Regions from separate parts of the Rattus norvegicus genome. Here region 2 is linked to region 1. A link is a contact called in public Hi-C data. All regions are on one chromosome and are shown on one strand. The core of a region is the stretch at or near the end of the contact, and the rest is flanking DNA. Distances in the headings are between cores, read along the strand shown. Region 1 holds the start of Ddx39b (DExD-box helicase 39B). Region 2 holds the start of Snord48 (small nucleolar RNA, C/D box 48).

Region 1 (6,088 bases), core at 3,470-5,969:
TTAGTTTCCAACTATTAGATTCACCCAGAAGGACCGCTCAGCCAAAGAACTGCAAGTCTATTCATTTCTTGGCAGCGTATGATAACTACCTACAACCAGAGGCACAGACACACAAACAGAAGCACAGACACAGACAATGCCTCCAGATCACAAACTATTTTCAAAATCCTAGGAGGAAAAAAAATATAAATACGCTACAATGTTTCTCAAAGAGGCCAGGAAGCTTGCACAGAGACAGGTTAGGAAAACAATGTCAATGCTTGGTTATGCAGAGCAATGGGGACCTCAGAGATCACAAGATTTCTGGATTCCTTTAGCATTTTGCACACTGTCTTTCCTTTTTCTCTTCTTCCACAATTCCCTTTTTTAAATGTCATGCTGGGTTGGACATGGTTGTGGAGATGGTGACACCCGGAGGAGGCAGAGAAAGGCAGGGCTGACTTGGAGGCCAGCCCAGGATACCTCTACCGAGCAAGTTTCAGGACAGCAGGGTTACACAGGAAAATCCTGTGGTGGGATACGCACATATAAGTTGTATATGTAACAATATCTTATTGTGTATACATGGTTTTTGAGTGTGGGGGAAGTGAACGTGAGAGTTAGAGGACACTGTGGATCTGGTGCAAACCTTACATGGTTCTGAGGGAAGGATGCAAGTCATCTTCAGGCTTCTGCAGCAAATGCTTTTACCTGAGCCATTTCTCTGACCCCCACTTTGATTTTAAAGAAACTATTCTCAGTTTCTGGTTCTGCATCAAAATTACAAGTTCCTTTAAAGCATACAATGAAGGCTGAAGAGATGGCTCAGTGGTTAAGAGCACTGACTGCTCTTCCAGAGGTCCTGAGTTCAAATCCCAGCAACCACATGGTGGCTCACAACCATCTGTAATGGGATCTGATGCCCTCTTCTGGTGAGTCTGAAGGCAGCTACAGTGTACTTATATATAATAAGTAAATAACCCCCCTGCACTCAAGCAGCAGACAGATGATGGCAAGCACTCATCCCTGGTGACATGCTGCCTCAACCAAGCAAAACTACATTCTCTATTAAAAATAAAAAAAAAGTGACCCAAGGGCCCCCACCTAACCAGAATAGGAAGTCCACATACATCTCTCCACTCAGGGCCAGGTTACAACTACTTTCAAACACAGCAGGCCACATATGTCCAAGCATAGAAATAAATAATCTCCAAGTTCCAAAAGGATGCCAAGTACAAGGCCATACCACATCCCTTCATAGAAGACACATGCCACTTGTTATGACCAAGAAAGCACCAAACGTTCCGGAGTTAAAGTCCACACCAGAGTGGTTCTAAGAGCATCTAGCTTCCTCTTGCCACATACACTCCCAAACTCTCAAGCAATCTACCCAGCAATACAGGAGAAGAGAACAGAGGCTCTGGCCAAGCCAGGTGGCAAAGGCCTGTCCCAACTACTTAGGAACTGGTATGGCAGGAGCCTCAGGCAGGTTCAAGGCCTGTGGCCTGGGCTAAGCGAGTGCCAGGCCTCCCAGGATAACCTGGTTACAAGACAATCCTGGACATAAGAACAAAGGGGCCTGGAGGTAGCTCAATTCCAGACTGAGTAGCTCAAGGCTCTGGAATGGAATTTTTAATACCAAAACCCAACTAATTACTGAGTGCTGCGATGGCGTCACCTAAAGTTATGAACTCTCAGGAAACACGCAGACTTATTTATTCACAGTGTGGAACCTACAAAGGCAGTTACAGAAAGGCCTGGCATTGACTCAAGTCTCATGTGCCCAGCCTGCAGGAACGCACCACTGACAGCACAGGTCCCCTACAGAGCTCCTCAATGCCTGAGGACAGCCAACTGTTGGCCCACAAGTTCCCAGTGCCTCTGCTCCCCGCAGCCTCCCTGACCCAGGTTTCTTTGCCCCCTTACCTTGACATTCGGCATGTACTTTGAGAAGCGCTCATATTCCTTGCTGATCTGGAAAGCCAGCTCCCTGGTGTGACACATCACCAGCACTGACACCTTTGAGGGAGCAAATGGAGACAGACACAGTAAAGTCAGTCCCGCATCTGGCAACTTGTCGGCGACAGCAGTTTCTTTAAACCATTATGCCACTCTGCTACAGAACATTCCCCCTGAACTGCCGGAGGAGACCAGCTCTGAGAGCACACAGCCAGAAACAGCCTCCTGGTGGTTCAACCTCAACACCCTCTCCAACACTGCCCCCAACATACCTGCCCAGTAACTGGCTCCAGCTGCTGCAGTGTGGCCAGGACAAACACTGCTGTTTTTCCCATGCCTGACTTGGCCTGGCACAGGACATCCATCCCCAGAATGGCCTGGGGGATGCATTCATGCTGGACTAGAGGGGAAAGGAGAGAGATTTTTATTTTACACCATGCCAAGTCCCCTCCTTCCCAGCCAATGTGTCACATTTTACCTGACCCCATCCTTTCTCTGATCTCCTCAAGACACCCAAATCAAACCCTCCTACCTGTGCCCCGGCTCCCCAGTGCTACTAAGACCCCTCTTGAACCTACCAATGGTTCACCTTCAATGTTCTTGGCTATCTTTATTTTTCTTATAGCGTAACCATCAATGAATCTGAGTGACTGCCACAGATTATTTCTCCTACATAGGTTGCTGGGCTTTGGGATCATGTTATCCTGCCACCTTGAACAAAATGAAGGACTTGGTACCTAACCCAGAAGCCATAGAAGCTAACATCTTTAAACAGATCGTTACGGTTTCCAGGGACCACTGTCAGCCTGGGCCAAAAGAGGGGAACTAAAGGTCCAACCAGGCCCTGAGAGTCCAAATAGCCAAAAAGGTGTAAACCAAAGAAAAACAAAAAACAAAAAACCAGGCAAAAACAAAAGCCTCTTCGGCAGCTAACGTTTTGAGTGCATTCTCAGAGCTTGGCCTAACTAAGTTCAGATCTTATGAACCAAGACACGAACCACATCTGTCTTGCATCCCTGAAATGCTAAATAATGTCTCTATACCCAACAATAAAATGTACCCTCTGATGGATGCTCAAAGCCACAGTCAACAATGGCCCGGAGCAACTCTGGCTTAAGTAGGAAATCTCGAAAGCCGGAGCTGTGGATGGAGACATAGGAGCCCTTGACGTCTTTCTTGGCGGGAGCTTCGGTCCCATCTGCCCCAGCGGCCGTCTCCACCTCATCGTCTTCATAGTCCAAGAGCTCATTGTCCACATCGTTCTCTGCCATAATCCGGCCGGCGGGGGGAGAAGGGAGGTCTCTGAGTTAGGTGTCCCAGAGCAGGTGAGAGGAAGCAAGGGGAAAGAGAGGGGTTGGAGAACAGCAAGGGAAAAGACACCAGTTTCCGACAGAAGAGCTGGGAGAAGGGACGACAAAAAAAAAAAAAAAAAAGAAAAAGGAAAAACTAATCAGTCATGATCTGACTCCTCACTTCTCATCCATCCCTACACCCTTCCTATTTTCTCTAAACTGAAGCCTTTGTCCCGAAAGAAAAGTTAACGGAGACAGACAGACACACACACACAGAGACACACACACGAGACATAAAAACGGAACACCAGACGGGAGAGACAGAGAGTGGCCTCGACCGCCAACCAGATTTTGGATCACACTTCGACAAGGCGGGAGCGAGGATGAGCGTGACTAACGACTCACACGAGGGTGGAGAGACAAAGGACAAGAGAAGACGAGGGGCTGCACTTCCCCCTGTCACCTCGCGGTGTTGAGCCCCAACGTCAGCCATCAGTCAAGGGTGATAGATAAGGGTCAGCACCGCGCGCAGAGCGCTCACTTCCCAATTGCAAACATCATGTGGCTGCCGCTATTCACTTGCTCAGGAACACCCGAGGGCCCATCCCGGCGGCGCACACCCGTGATTCCCAGTGCCGGGAAGCAGAAGCAGGAAGGAAGGGGGTGGGGAGAGCCTATGGTAATTAAACGGTGGCTGCAAGGGTACGAATGGCTCCATTAAAAAAAGAAAATTCTTTTTTGAAAAGGCTGGGTGTCTGGTTCAATGAAGGTGCTCGCTTAGCAACGCGAGAGGCCGCAAGGATCGGCCCAGCGCCGCCACAATTAATTTTAATAGTCACATTAAGGAATTAAGGTCGCAGCTGAGGACGATGCAGCCTTTAGAGTGGTCTTAAAAGCGAACGCCTCGCAGTGCCCTCGGAAGTTTCCCGGAAAGCTTCCTGGAAACCTTCCCGACTACTGCGCCGACACCATTGGTCAAGCACGGAGATAGCCATTTACAGAGAGCTCCAAATAAGGGAGCGTAAGCAGGGGGTCAGAGGGTTGAATGGGCCCGGAGGCAAGATCCTTCCCATCCCTGGCGGACTAAGAAAAGGCCCGGAGGGGAGATGCGAGGGGCCCCGCCCTCCTCCTGGCGCCGCCTCCGGCCGCCGCGGCCTCGGGTGGGCAAAGGACCCACTGGAACATCCAGGAAACGAGGAACACAATGGCGGCCGAGGCCACCATTTTGGATCGTCCCCCGCCTGTCTCCCAGCTCCCCCACCAAGATTTGCTCTCAGAAAGGGATGAAAACAATGGAACTGAGCGTTCGCCTACGCGCCGGCGGCCACACCGCCGGCCGGGCACCGGGTATCAGGGGCCCGCGCGGCGGAATGAGCCGCGGGGCGGGCAGATGGCGGCGGATAGTACACAAGGCCGAGCTTACCTAAGCACTGCGAGCGTGTATGGCGGCAGCAACAGGGACGGAGGCGGGAAGCTGCCTTCACTTCCGGTTCCAGTCTCGCCCCGGCCTCCCGCCTTCCCGGCCGCCAGGGCGCATGCGCGGGGTGCCGGAAGGAGGCCTCGGGCGGCGCGCGCTCCACGGCTGGCTTTGCAGAATGCCCACTTGAAGTTAAGCTTCTGACGCCCCCTTCCGTCGCCGGCAGCAAGAGCGCGACAGGAAGCTCACATCTCTCCCCATCTGATTTCCCCATTTTGTTCTTCTACGCTTCTGCACACCCTCCGACGGTCGGCTTTACTTTTGTTCTGTTTTGTTTGCCACGCCAGGCTTCTCCCTGGGCGCCTCTCTGTGGGCATGCAGGACTCCGCGAGCAGAGTGAGAAGCGTTCTCACGGGGTCCTTAGCCTCGTAGTCAAGGTGACCTGAGAGCGGCTAAGTCTGGCCTCTACTGGGGGGGGGGGGGTCCGGTACGTGACCACGCCCATTACAGTTGTGCAGAGAATAGGCCGGATTTACCCAAAATTATATTGGGAGATGGAGGCTTACATTCTGTCCAGGTGCTAAATAAATGGTGGAGTTTGAGGGTTATGCACCTTTCCATAATTATTACTAACTAGAGCAGCAGAATGGTCTCAGTTCCATTATTCAGCCCGGAATTTGTCCCCCCTAAGTAGGTGGTATTCCCTTTGAGGTGCTACACACGTCAGAAGTGATGACCTGTTGCCTTTCTGCAGAAACATAAGCAGGTGCTTTCCCTATTGAGCATACTTGAAAGTAATACTAAGTAACACTAAGTAAGTATCATTGTTGCCAACCAGCCCGCTGTGTCCTGCTCAACGGATAAGCTCCCTGGGCTGGGGCTTGGTAGCTTTTGATTCCTCAGCCATTTGACAGCTGTAAGCAGCAGGCTGGCAGGTTTTGTATAAATCAGAAAGTGGGGATTCCTCCGTCCCTGGTAACTTAGTAAGAGCTGTAGCTCCAGACAGAGAGGCACCTTTGGCTTTGAAGAGTTTCCAGGAACTCTTCTAGTGACCTAGTTGGAAAGCTCTCAGCCGCTTTCTTCCAGTTACTGGACCTAATGTGGCAGCACCAAGGACGGAGGCATAGTAAGGTTTGTCCCAAGTGAGCCAGGCTTTACAGCCAGCAAAGGGCGTTTGCACCAATCTGGGCAAACAGGGAACTCATGCAAATGAAGACTTACGTTTGCACCAATCATAATATATCCCTTTGGCACCAGTCATAACACATCCTCCTGCTAGGGGACTATGGGAAGGACTGTGGGAAATTCCACCATGCCACTGGGGAGGACAGGGGGGACACAAACAGTCCTGGCTGAGCTGCACCATCAGGAGTTGGAGCAATTAGCTGCCATCACTGTGTGGTTTTTCTCAAAGCCTTTATAGAGGATTCAAAATGGCCGG
Region 2 (6,166 bases), core at 3,664-6,163, 300 kb after region 1:
CTCCCTGGTCTTCTCTCCTCCACTGCTCCCCCCCACCCCCGATCTCTCCGGCGTCTGTGGACTCCGGAAGGCGAGACGCGGGTCGGCCTGGTACAGCAGGTATCCTGGGGTCCTGGGGGGGGGGTTGTCTCTGCGGTGTGGGGCCGGGTAGGATGACCCACATTTACAGACTAGAGTTTCTGATGTCCACGTGACGCCACCCCTTCTAACTGACCCAGCCCGGGGTGGGGGGCTGCTGGACCCAGTCTCTTGGATGTGGGCTCACTCAGTGGTCTCTTCCAGGCGCCTGACCTTCGCCTGCGGGACCCAGGAGCACAATGAATGGTAAGCGGATGGCACGAGTGGTGGGCGGTGTGAGGAGGGGCTGGCACCGGGGAAAAAGGACGGTAATGATGACTTCTGGTGATTCTGAGTGTCTTCGCTGACGCCATCACCGCAGCGCGCTGACCGTCCCCGCGTCCAAAATCTGCAGTATTGGGGTTTGAGCTTTCGTCCCCTGGAGTTAATAGTGATGGGCTTCTGTGTCTTTCCATTAGGGCTTTGCCGACACTCGCTGGCTGCCTATGCTCGAAGGAAGGTTAGTATTAGTGTCCAAAAGACGTTTTTCTTGGGTTTCTGCTCCCTTACTTGACTTGTTGTGGGGGAGGGGTTGCAGACAGGGTTTTCCATGTAGCCCTGGTTGCCCTGATCCTTCATCCACTTGTCTGTGCTTTCGACTGGCGTGCACCCCCCACCCCACCCCGCCCTGCCCATGGCTTTGTCCTTAAGATAGGGCAGGCCTTAGCCAGTCTCCAGGCAAGCCACCATGGCGCCCATCTTGCTTTTTTAGATAGCAACTAATCTAAACTAGTTAACGAATCTAGTTAACTAAACTAGGGTGGTAAGTTAATATCCACGAGCCACCTTGGTCATTTTCTTGTCCTTTTAATCTTTGTATGCCAATAGAGTGGCACTAAACAGTAGTTCTCAGCCTTCCTGACCCTGCAAACCTTTTTTTTTTTTTTTTTGGTTCTTTTTTCGGAGCTGGGGACCGAACCCAGGGCCTTGCGCTTCCTAGGTAAGCGCTCTACCACTGAGCTAAATCCCCAGCCCCCCCTGCAAACCTTTAATACAGTTCCTCGTGTTATGTTCCCAACCATCAAAGTTATTTCGTTGCTTCTTCATATCTAGTCTTTGGTGCTGATGCGATATGCAGGGTGTCCTATCTGGGAGCCCTGTGTAAAGCTCCCTTGGTGACTAAGGGTGGAGAGCCACTGCTCTAGACCATGTTTTGGGGTATTCAGACGGGCTCATTCAGTCCAGGATGGCTTTAGTCCTAGTGCTTGGCTTGGGGTTGTGTCACTTTTTCGTTATGATTTTAGGTTCTATTTCAGTCTCCAGAGTGGTTTTGGGTTTTTGCAGCTCTGTAACAGTCTAAACCTAACAGTACAGACACGGGCTACCACACCCTGTTCTTACTGTCTCTCTGGATTAACATCCCTGGATGCTGCCCTTGGTTTGGGTCTCCCTCAATTGAGAATGATGATTTCACAGACTAGAGTCTCTGACTCTGCCCTTGATGTCAACTATAAATCTGACTCATTTGGGGAACCTGAATTCTTACTCCTCTTCCTTGAGATGGAACCATGTTCCAGCACTGGCTCTATTGAGGTACATGCCCTGTTCCTGCTTCTCATCGATTGTCTTAATTAACTCTTCCAGGGCGATGTCTGAAGGCCGCCCAGGGGCCCCATCCCCTCACCTAGATGTGGGCTAACCTAGGACCCAGACTAAGGTGGAGTTCCTACAAGTGACTAGAATGTCATGATCATCTCATTGTCTAACAAGCCCTTTGTCCTCTGTGCTGGGAAGGTGAGTGCTGTGCTGTGGTTAATTCACTGTAATAAAGCGTGACTAAGAGCCTGGGGGAGGAGGGGGCTGTTGAAGGCTTTGTCTTATGAGATGCCAGTCACTGGGGCCTGTAAAGTTAACAAGCACAATGAAGTCATCACTTGCGGGTTGTAATGCTGACTGTTGCTGACCTTGTTAAAATGTCCTGGATTTGAAGCACATAGCCCAGCTTTGTGTGGTCCTGAAATACATTCTTCTTAATTTTCAGGCCTTAGCTGCTACTCAAAACTGACAAGTTGGACTCCTTTTTACTACTGCCTTGTTGCCAGCTATCCGAGCGTGAAAGGCCGCAAAGCCGTGGGTGCTGGCTGTCCCACATCACAGGCATGGCAGGTGGCAGCCCAGACTGAACCAGAGCCTCACTTGAACATGAGCATTAGCCAATGTAATAAAAGCCTACCTTGCCTGAAGTGTATCTGTTTTTCTGCTTACAATGGCTTGCAATGGAAGTGCATGGTTTCCTGCTTCTAATAAAATCCTTTAAAAGCACTTAATTTGACTGTTGGTGTCACTCTTTGGGGGGATATGAAAAGATTTTAACTGCCACAGAAGGGTCTGGTCTGTTCCCCCACTGCCTGCGTACATCAAATGCCCAGGAGCTAAGACCTCTGCAGGAGCAGCTGTTGATCTGTCACTTCATGGTGTCTGGGTCAGGCTCCCTTAACTTAGCCCTGTTACCTGCTGTCCTGGAAGCTGAACAGTGTGGTTTAGTAAACTTGTCAGGCTGACTTCAGTTTTAGCCCAAGATTGCAGTCTGGATCTCTCAGATCTTCCTGCTAGGAATGAGTCAGCCTCTTCTGTGCATACCCTAAGCTTTTCTGCCAAGGGTAAAGGACAGCATCAAGTCCCCCTGGGCATTTAGACCCTGGGTATTAAACCCTAGCCTTCTGGAGACCCCACCAGTAAACATCCCAGGTGTGTCTACCTGGTGAGTTAACTCCAGCACCCAGGAGTGCCCCAGAGCCACAACTTCTAGGAAGATTGGGGTATGGTTGTTCGAGTACTTGGCGTGCACTCTTGAATCTAACCACATGGGCACATAATGACTGCAACCTACACTTGGGGAGATGGAGGTAGAAGGATCAGAAGGTTGCTACTGCATAGAGGGCTTCCGGCAGTAGGAGCACTTGGGGGAAAAACAGCCAAGAAAAGTAGATTTTGAAGCTATAATGGGTAGTTAATTCAATGGCCACACACAACCATTGAGTTAATAAAATAGGAACATGGGGAAGACTTGTAGGGACTGAAGTTTGAAAGTGGAGTAATTAAACTTACAAAGAAGCTTTTTTTGTGTGTTTTAAAGATGGTGCTCAGTAGGCCCAGCTGTAGTGGCCATGCCTTTAATCCTAGCACCTGGGAAGCAGAGGCAGGTGGATTTCCAAGATTGAGACCAGCTTGGTTTACACAGAGTTTCAGGACAGCCAGGGCCACACACAATCTCTCAAGGGGTTAAAAAGATATGCAGGGTCTGGAGAGATGGCTCTGGGGTTAGGAGCACTGACTGCTCTTCCAGAGGTCCTGAGTTCAAATCCCAGCAACCACATGGTGGCTCACAACCATCTGGCTGCTCTTACAGGGGATCCAACCCTGAACAAAACAAACTTTAAACAGTAGAAAAAAGTTTCTAAAGGCAGACAGAATACTTAAAGTTAACTTTGACCAATGTACTGGCCTCCTTCTGGTGTGTCCAAAAGCAGCTATAGTGTACTCATATAAATAAAATAAACCTTTAAAAAAAATATAAGTAGACGAGGAAGGTGCCAGCTATGGGTCCCTGGCCTATAAGCACACGCAGAGGAAGTGTTTTCAGGGAGCTGAAGCCAGTGGCGTACAGTTGGTACACTCGTCATTCCGGCACTCCTGCAGGGAGTGTTTGAGGACAGCCTAAACTGTGAACTCTTGTCTCAAATGTCTTTGTGTCTGGCTCAGTGCCCAACACCAGGGTGACAGGTGTGGTGATGCGTGCCTATAGCCCAGCATTTGGGAAGTAGAGGCAGGAGGATCAGGGTTATCCTCAGTTGGAGACCAACATGGGACACAAGATAGTCTATCTGAAAAAAAAAATTACATTTAAATTTCTCCTGGACAGGACAGAGCTGCTGTTCTGAATTCACAGAGGCTGTCGTTGGCAGCACAAGAATTGGCCTGGGGTGAGAGGGCTTAGGAGGCCCTATTTCCCCTGAAGAACTGGCAGTTCGTGGTTGCTGGGGACACCAAGTTTCAGTTTTATGTGTATGGGTGTTTTATCGCCTTGTTTGCCTGGGCACACGTGGTGCGCATGCAGACGAAATGCTCATATGCATAAAATAAATAAGTTGTAAGTTGTTTTTTGTTTTGTTTTGTTTTTTTTTTGGTTCTTTTTTTCGGACCTGGGGACCGAACCCAGGGCCTTACGCTTCCTAGGTAAGCGCTCTACCACTGAGCTAAATCCCCAGCCCCAAGTTGTAAGTTTTAAGCCAGATTACTTAGCCACAGGTGATTACCAACAGAGGAGATCTATTTCTTTTCTTTTCTTTTTTTTTTTCTTTTTTCTTTTTTTCAGATCTGGGGACCGAAGCCAGAGCGTTTGGCTTGCTAGGCAAGCGCTCTACCACTGAGCTAAATCCCCAACCCCAAGGAGATCTATTTCTTACATTGCTAGGGGACATTGCTAGCACCAAGTCCCTCTAAGGGGAAAGCTGTTTTTTCCCAACCCCCATTCTCCTTAATCACTGGATTGGCTTCTTTGATGCTTTCCCATCTCTAACAAGATGGGAGAACCGGGAAGGAATGACGTAAACATTAGGAAAGTAAACAAGGGTTGGGGGTCTGCCAGTCACACTGGCACCAAACATGATGAGGTAGACATCTTTGGTCCACACCTTCTCACCTCACACACCAGGAAAAAATGGGCGATGCAAAACCCACAGAGGCCAGAAGAGGGCGTCAGATCCCCTAGAACTGGCTTCCTAGACAGTTGCAGATTAAACCTGGAAGTCCAGCCAGGGCATGCATGCGTGCCTGCACGCTTTGTTCGGTTTATCTATTTAGACAGGATCTCACTGGCCGGATTAGACTGGCTGGCCCGAAAGAACTGTTTAACAAGACTGGTCTTGAGCTCCCAGAGATCTCTGCCCCTGAAGGTTTTTCAAACGGCACCCTGCCAAAACTTTGAACTTCTTACTCTGATGGGTGTGTATGCTGTAATCACTTACAATATTTGACTGGGGATACCATATCCTGGGGATAGGGCTGATTAAGATTCTGGAGGTGCCAGGTGGTGGCAACACACACCTTTAAAACAAACTTTAGGGGCTGGGGATTTAGCTCAGTGGTAGAGCGCTTACCTAGGAAGCTCAAGGCCCTGGGTTCGGTCCCCAGCTCCGGAAAAAAAAGAACCAAAAAAAAAAAACAAAAAAAAAAAAAAAACCAAACTTTAAACAGTAGAAAAAAGTTTCTAAAGGCAGACAGAATACTTAAAGTTAACTTTGACCAGTGTACTGGCTGGTTTTGTGTGTCAACTTGACACAAGCTGGAGTTATCACAGAGAAAGGGGCCTCAGTTGTGGAAATGTCTCCATGCGCTCCAGCTGTAAGGTATTTTCTCAGTGATCAATGGGGGTAGGGACCAATCCATTGTGGGTGGTGCCGTCCCTAGGCTGGTGTCCTGGGTTCTTTAAGAAAGCAAGCTGAGGGCTGGAGAGATGGCTCAGCGGTTAAGAGCACTGACTGTTTTTCCAGAGGTCCTGAGTTCAAATCCCAGCAACCACATGGTGGCCCACAACCATCTGTAATGGGATCCGATGCCCTCTTCTGGTGTGGCTGAAGACAGCTACAGTGTACACAATAAATAAGTAACTTTAATAATAATAAAAAAAGCAAGCTGAGAAAGCCAGGGGAAGCAAGCCAGTAAAAAATATCCCTCCATGGCCTCTGTATCAGCTCCTGCTTCCTGCCCTGTGTGAGTTCCAGTCCTGACTTCCTTTGGTGATGAACAGCCATGTGGAAGTGTAAGCTGAATAAACCCTTTCCTCCCCAACTTGCTTCTTGGTCCTGATGTTAGTGCAGGAACAGAAACCCTGACTAAGACAAATTGGTACCAGGATAGTGGGGGATTCCTGTGAGCACCTGAAGAAGAGCCATTGGGATGTTAAGAGCTCTGTGGGATGTTCTGTAGGAGCTTGGAAGATAATGTTGAGAACAGTGCAGAAGATGGAGGCCTGGCTTGTGAAATTTCAGAGGGAAGGTTAAAGAGTCTTATCAGGGATCTTGCTATTTTGATTGTGAAGATTCTGTGG

The links. Hi-C and Micro-C count contacts between places; a contact is called where the count stands out from the background.
Region 2: a contact with region 1 is called in a Hi-C map of hepatocytes, with 3 times the contacts expected there. The contact joins the enhancer-like site here to the promoter of Ddx39b in region 1. A contact is called at or near these places in 4 of 12 Hi-C or Micro-C datasets (Schwann cells, frontal cortex, hepatocytes and 1 more).

Annotation. Positions count from the first base shown.
Region 1 is chr20:3,584,932-3,591,019 of GRCr8, forward strand. Ddx39b (DExD-box helicase 39B) reads right to left here and starts at 4,720. Exons shown (of 11, transcript NM_133300.3): 1 at 4,654-4,720; 2 at 2,999-3,336; 3 at 2,211-2,338; 4 at 1,906-1,998. The coding sequence starts at 3,209. LOC120099056 (small nucleolar RNA SNORD83) reads right to left here and starts at 3,796; the gene lies at 3,718-3,796.
Region 2 is chr20:3,881,543-3,887,708 of GRCr8, forward strand. It overlaps Snord48 (small nucleolar RNA, C/D box 48), which reads left to right and starts at 386; the gene lies at 386-449. It overlaps Snord52 (small nucleolar RNA, C/D box 52), which reads left to right and starts at 1,515; the gene lies at 1,515-1,580. LOC102549726 (a long non-coding RNA gene) reads left to right here. Exons shown (of 6, transcript NR_110713.1): 2 at 1-99; 3 at 283-324; 4 at 537-577; 5 at 1,702-1,851; 6 at 2,099-2,384. Within about 2 kb of position 4,914, at least 5 of the 93 cell types and tissues checked have an H3K27ac peak or open chromatin away from gene starts, as enhancers often do. A contact at or near this core is called in hepatocytes and liver, where this site is marked.